Regions from separate parts of the Mus musculus genome. Here region 2 is linked to region 1. The links are chromatin contacts, called in public HiCAR-type maps. All regions are on one chromosome and are shown on one strand. Each heading gives the region's core, a stretch centred on a gene start, on an enhancer-like site or on the middle of the called end of the contact. The rest is flanking DNA. Distances are from core to core; before and after follow the strand shown.

Region 1 (3,268 bases), core at 734-3,233:
TATTTTGAAAAAAAAAAGAACAAAGAGCAGCGTCTGTAGAAAAAAACAGAATCTGAATGGGAAACTTACTGGGTAAACATACCCATGATGATTTGTGGTTACTTACTTTGCATTGAGTTGGCTATAACACCAGTCTTGGATGTCTAGGGATTCTAATCTGAGGGGAAGCACTCATTAGTGTTCTTCAGGGAAACTGCAACAATGGTAGCCAGGCTGTGCTGGTTTTTAATAATGCCAACTGCTGGCTCTGTTTTCTTTGGAGCTTCTAAAGCAGTGACGGGAAGAGCCGAGGTGAGGACAGGTGTGGACAGAAGCTCACAAAAAGAACCTTTCTCAAAGCAGCACACTCAGGAACTAGGAGAATTTTGAGCAGGAATAAACCATACTCCCCCTGGTGGCCAGCATGGGGGTGGCCAAAGGAGGACTCTGCTAGTTGGGCTTGGTCAACTCGATTTAGTCCTATCTGGGAAGAGAGACTTTTAACTGAGACAATGCCTCCCTAAGATTGGTCTGTAATAAAGTTTGTGGGGACATTTTCTTCACAAATGATTGATGTGGGAGGGCCTAGCACACTGGAGGCAGTTCCATCCCTGACCTAGTGAGCTGCGTTCCCCCACTTCCTCTGCTTTGGTTCCTGCCTTGAGTTTCCTACTTCCTTTAACGATGGAGTGTGACCTCAGAGTTCTAATCCAAAATAAACCCTCTCCTCCCCGAAGTGCTTTCTGGTCATTGTGCCTTGTCACACCAATATAAAAGCAGAATAGGACAGAGACACTGTGATTGTCTGGATCCCCTTCTCGACCCTACTGCTCCTCTGAGCCTCCACCACCCTAGTTCAGTGCTTGAAACCAGAGTCACAGCTCTCTTCAAATTCTGCGGAGATTCATGGGGCCTCCTAGTCTCTTGATCTTCCTATACGCAGAGTCCTTCTCCCTGGCTCCTCCTTGGCATCTTGTGACTACAGCTCTACCACCATAGACACCACTTGTCAACTACTGTCTCCATTTTTCCAATCCCTTATTGACCAGTCCTCAGCCTAACCTGTTCGTAGCTTCCCTCAGTGTGTTCAACGTCCCTGTCTCACTTGCAGCCTCTCTATCAAAACACAGAGTAGTCAGAATCCCAAATTCTGAGTTTTCCAAACATCTGATTCACCTCAGACCTTCTGGAACCTACTTGAGAGCCAGAGGTCTGCAGAAGCGTCAACAAAAGCAGCAGTGTTAAAGACCCACTGTCTAGAAGCCCTTCAGCACTGGACGGACACCCTCCTCACCCCTCTACACCAAAGCAGAAACTTGTCTCTTATAAGAGGCCTCTTTAGGCTATACCCGTCACTGACTCATCAGGGTCATGGTCACCGTCTCCCCAACCCCCACCTTCTGGACATCTGGCCGCACCCCTGTTATGATCCCATTCAGTGTGGCATCTGCCTTAGTGAAAAACAAACCCCAAGGCCCCGCGGCTTGTCCTGGTTCTTCCTCCGGGGCCGTTGTACTCCAGGTTCCCAGGCTTCAAGTCCTTGATCATGCCCAGAACTCTTGTCTAACCCGGCTGTCTTTAGTCCTTTTCCAAGTCGCCTCTCCATTTGCACCTGCTACAACCGAGGCCTGACAATGGCTCCTACACTGTAGTCGCAAAGTCACGCCTCGCCCCTCCCCGGCTCTGGCTCCCCTTGGCCCACCCTCTCCGGCGCATGCGGGTCTCCTGGCCCTGGAGGGCGGGCTCAGGAGACGGTCCTAGCTTGACCTGGATCCCTAACTCTGTGCACACTGGCGGACGCTCTTCCAGCAAGCAGACGGTCAGACGGCGAGCCGCCTAGGGGGCGCCACTCTGCACTAGGGCATCCAGAGCGCGCCACTGGCCCCGCCCACACCCAGCCTCCAGCCACGCCCGTACTGCCCAGCCTTGCCCACCCCCAGTCTCAATTGGTCCCGCCTGTCTGGATATCCTAGTTCTGATTGGCTGGCCTAAGAATCCGTCAGACTGAGCGCCGCGGCGGCGGCGGCGGCGGTGGCAGCAGCGGAGCAGAAGGGAACCGGACCGGAAGGGTCGCAGCGCCCCGCGCCCCTCACACCCACTGCGACGGCGACGGGGCGGAGCAGAGCGGGGCGGGGCGACCGGGTCCAGGTCGTGGAGCTGGGTGCCGCCAGAACGCATCGCCGCCAGCGTGCCCTCCCTCTGCCTCCGGCGCGGCGGCGCGGAGCCGAGGTGAGCCGGGCGGGCGGCTAGGCCTGGCGGGGCTGCTCGGGCCACGCAGGGCCTGGGGTGCGGGGCTCAGGGGGTGGACTGCTCGGTACTGCCCGGCTATCCACGGTTCCGCGGTCGTTCTCTCCCGCCTGGTGTGTGCAGCCCCAGGGCTGCAGGCCGGCTGTCTGGCCGGGCCCCAGCAGACCTGCCCGCAGGGATCTGTGGGCGCCTTTCCTCCAGCTGTGAGGCACGTCGCTGCACCCCGCTGCATGCCCTGGAGCCTGAGCTCTGGTCCCCGCGACCTTGGCGGTGACTGCGACCCTCACTGGCCCTCTGCTTTCCCCTCGGGAGTAATGGTAGAATGTCTAGGGTTTGGTCGGGGTTGTTAACGGGCAGTGTAACTGTCTCAAAGCGTTAGGGCAGAGAAGCCTAAGGCGCACATTTGAGAGCATCTGAGTGGGTAAATAAATGCTCCCTTGCTGATGTGAGTGTCGTAGGAACTCCCCCTCATCCGCTTAGAGTCCTCCCCCACTTCTGCCCCCCCTCCCGAGCCTTGTCATTCATCTTCAGTGCCCAGCAAAGCCAGAGTGGGCCCTGCCCACCTCCTCCGCCACTCCTTCCCCTCTTAACAGAAGCAGATCTCTGCTCTCCTATCCTAAGCTCACCTGCCTTGGGCATGCCAAAATCATTTATTTACCTCAGGACCTTTGCACTTCGATTTCTCTATGTTCAGAGTTGTCTATAAGATTTTTACCCAGCTGTCTTCTCTCACATCGCTTCCTCCTGTGGTTCAGTGTCTTGTTATAGGCGAGGCCTACCTAGCTTGACCACCCTTTTCCCTCGCTTAGTCATTCTCGCTCATCAGTTTCTTTAATTTTCCATCCAGTACCTACTCTGGATTGATGCTATCTGATTTATTGCCCCGTCCTTTTTGTATAGCATGGTGAGTACAGGTAGTTGTTTCATCTGTAAAGTCAGATCAGTGAATGAACAGTAAGACCATCCCTGCCTATTATTATCTCTGCTTTGTCCATTTTGTTGGTGACTTTAACTTGTGAAACTTGTAAGCAAACAGACGCTG
Region 2 (3,069 bases), core at 285-2,784, 2.2 Mb after region 1:
CCAGCATTTAGGGGACAGAGGCAAGGGGATTTCTGAGTTCGAGCCAGCCTGGTCTACAGAGTGAGTTTCAGGACAGCCAGGGCTACACAGAGAAAGAAACCCTGTCTTGAAAAACAAAAAACAAACAAAAAAAAAGCAAGCAAACAAACAACAACAAAAACCTGTCCATCTCACAAAGTATGTTGTGATTTTTAAGTGGACACTTGGCAAACTGGTCAACCTCAAGCAGATTAGGTCACTAACAGGACTGAGAGGGACGAATTTACTGCTTCATTCCTCAATTGTGTGGCTAAAATCAGCAACGAATTAAATGATGAAGTTGTCCAGGTCCCAAGACAATAGCTTCCAAATGCCTCATAAAGGGCTTTTTTTTCTCTCTCTCTCATAAAGGGCTTTATAATGGGAAAGTTGAGCAGTTGCTTCCTGAGAGGCAAATCTAAGTTTTTATATTACAGATTTGTCTCAATCACAGCGGGTCTGCCCAGAAAGAAAACTAGTATCTAGTCTACTGTTTCTGCACTTGTACGTTTCCAAGGAGAGGTAAACAACTGGGAGAGGTCATCTTCTTCCTTCAAGCCCCACATTTCCTATAAACCCCTATTTTCCAAAAGGAGGCCCAGGTGGAGTATCAGATTAGCTCCAGTCTGACGGAAGGCATTTTTCCAGGCTGGGGAGGCTATAGATAGGCTTTTATTCCGCGGCCAGATCTTAGTTCCAGAAGGCACTGGCAGGCCAAGTGGCTAGCTCCAGGCCCAGGTTTCCCGAGCCAGTTCTCAAGGTCCTTCCAGGTGGGCGGGGGCAGATCGGGTTTCGGGGGATGGGCTAACCACCTCCGGACCTCGCGCAGCAGACCCCACCCTCACCACTGCAGAAAGGGAGAGATTTGGGGCAGTATTCACCCCAACCTCTCACTACCAACAGGAGATCACGGGGCCCTGTAACAAAGCTGGACTGGTCCGCCAGGCGAGGCCGGAGCCTCAGGAGCAGCTCACTCGCACCACCTGGGGAGGGGACACTGCAGGGTGCAGAGGCGGGAGGTGAAGCGTCTGCATCTGCCCTAGGTGGGCCTCTGGGACACCTAGGCCCAGCGATGGCCACCTTCCTACTTTTGGGGGGGAAGGGCAGGAGGCTGTAGTACCGACCATCTTTACTCCAGACAGAGGGAGGTATGAAGCGAGGGAGTAAGAGCCACCGGGAAGCCGGGACTGCCGTGGGTCCCGCAGGCCCACTGCCCGCCTCCTCAGGGTCACCAGGAGGAAGATATCCGGAATCCCCGCCCTACAGTCCATGGCTTCGGGAAGAGGCCGTCATATTGGGCTAAGACGAGGGCCCTTACCGCTTGAAATCCCGCATGAGCCTCCTACGGGCCGGGGTCGACATGCTCCGCAGCTGCCCCGCGGTCAGTCTGAAAGAAAAGAGTCCCGTTCAGCCCCCCCACCCCCCGGCGCAGCGGCCGAATCACTGTGGGTCGCCGCCGCCACCGAGACTGCACAAACAACCCTGCAATGACGTCTCCCTCCGCCGCCTCCAGATCCCTCCGCCCTCCGCCAGTACCACCGCGGGAGGGGGGAGAGGGGGCGGGGCGAGCGGGCGCGCGCGCCGCACCGGAGGGGCAGAAGGCGGCCTTCCGGGCTTGTTGCTTGCGGGCAACTACGGAGGATCCGCTCCGTGCTCACGCTGAACACGGCCCGGCCCAACGCCCTCGGAGCCCACACGCTACCTCGCCTCGCTCCCCCCGTCGCTAGTTTCAAGTTCGGCCGGACGGGGAGAGAGTGGTGCATCCGGAGCCTGAGATTTCGGAGGAGAGGAGGTGGGGGGGGGGGTGACGTCAAGTCACGTGACCGCCAGCGCCGCTGTCAACAATCCACCCCTGAGGGGGAGGGAGCGAAGTATCTAGAACCACGTGTGCCTGTGACGCCATCAGAGCAGGTCACGTGATGGCCTAGCCTGGCTCTGGTTTCAGGTCTAACAAAGCAGGTCCTTGAGTATAAGGAGTTGACACCTCTAGTCATACATTATTCTTTTGGTCCCAAAGTACTGGGGCTTTGCAAAAGGAGACATTGTGGAAGGAGCCGCTTGCATTCTGAGTCTTTTAAAACGGAACAACAAAAAAAAAATCTGGACTTAATTCTGTGTTTCAAGTGGCTTAGCAACTCTGGTACGTGGGACAGGTACTGAAAGTGTGGCAAAGCCTTGTAATGAACGGCTTTGAATGCTAGGTCGGTGCAAATGAGATGGGATTAAGGGCATTTGCATCAATAGCCTGTTCCTGCTAATGGAATTTCCATACTTAGAATTTATACAGAAATGAGAGTGGAATAGATTGCCCAAACCTTAAAGACTCCATCTATGGAGTCTTTGAATTGGAATCTGTGAATTTGCCTGCGGTGGGGCACAATTGTGTTTTTCAAGAAGTGAGTGGGTGTGATTTTAGAGCATATCAATGCTGCTGGTTGTCAAAGAAACCTACAAAAATGATTCAGATCAGGGGAGAGATCCTGCAGACATGGGTGGGAGTTAGAGCTCGACTCTGAGGTAACTCATTACAAGCTTTATACAATAGCAAAGAGGGACCAAATGGACCGGAAGTGCGGTGTGGGGGGTTGATTCATAGCCGATTCCCGAAGCATTGACCACCACAGCCCCCAGCTGGCTCCTGGAATTTCCGTGCTCAGCTTCTAGCCCTGTATTGGGGATTTGTTAGTTCTAGGGACCGGAACAGTGTAGTAGATGCGGAATTCTTTAACTCAAGAAGGGGGAAGCGCATGAGACTCCACTGCTCACTCTTTCACATGGTTCCATGAAACCAGGAAGGGTTAACCTTTTTCACTGTCCTTATCCCTTCTTCCTTCAAACAATTCTCTTGATTTAAAATGACCTTGAGAACCCAGCGTCTTGGTGCATCCTGCCAATCCCACCATTCGGAGAGTGGAAAGGATCAGGAGTATAAGGCTAGCCTCAGTGAAGCAGGATGGTAGCCACCCTAGGCAGCCTGAGCGTCTCATCCCTCCCCGCCAAAAAGTAACCTTGAGGATTGTCAGGTATGTCTTACTCTTGATAGCCGCTGCT

Evidence for each region. HiCAR-type assays count read pairs that join an accessible place to other places.
Region 2: a HiCAR-type map of astrocytes shows a contact between it and region 1, with 2.6 times the contacts expected there. The contact joins the promoter of Ube2b here to the promoter of Mapk9 in region 1. A contact is called at or near these places in 4 of 39 promoter capture datasets (liver, pre-B cells and stem cell-derived epiblast-like cells) and 1 of 115 datasets of contacts at active chromatin or transcription factors (astrocytes).

The regions. Positions count from the first base shown.
Region 1 is chr11:49,844,768-49,848,035 of GRCm38.p6, forward strand. Mapk9 (mitogen-activated protein kinase 9) reads left to right here and starts at 1,984. Exons shown (of 12, transcript NM_207692.2): 1 at 1,984-2,208. Gm36507 (a long non-coding RNA gene) reads right to left here and starts at 1,530. Exons shown (of 4, transcript XR_003949545.1): 1 at 1,448-1,530.
Region 2 is chr11:51,998,957-52,002,025 of GRCm38.p6, forward strand. Ube2b (ubiquitin-conjugating enzyme E2B) reads right to left here and starts at 1,535. Exons shown (of 6, transcript NM_009458.5): 1 at 1,337-1,535. The coding sequence starts at 1,380. It also overlaps a transcript of Cdkl3 not described here.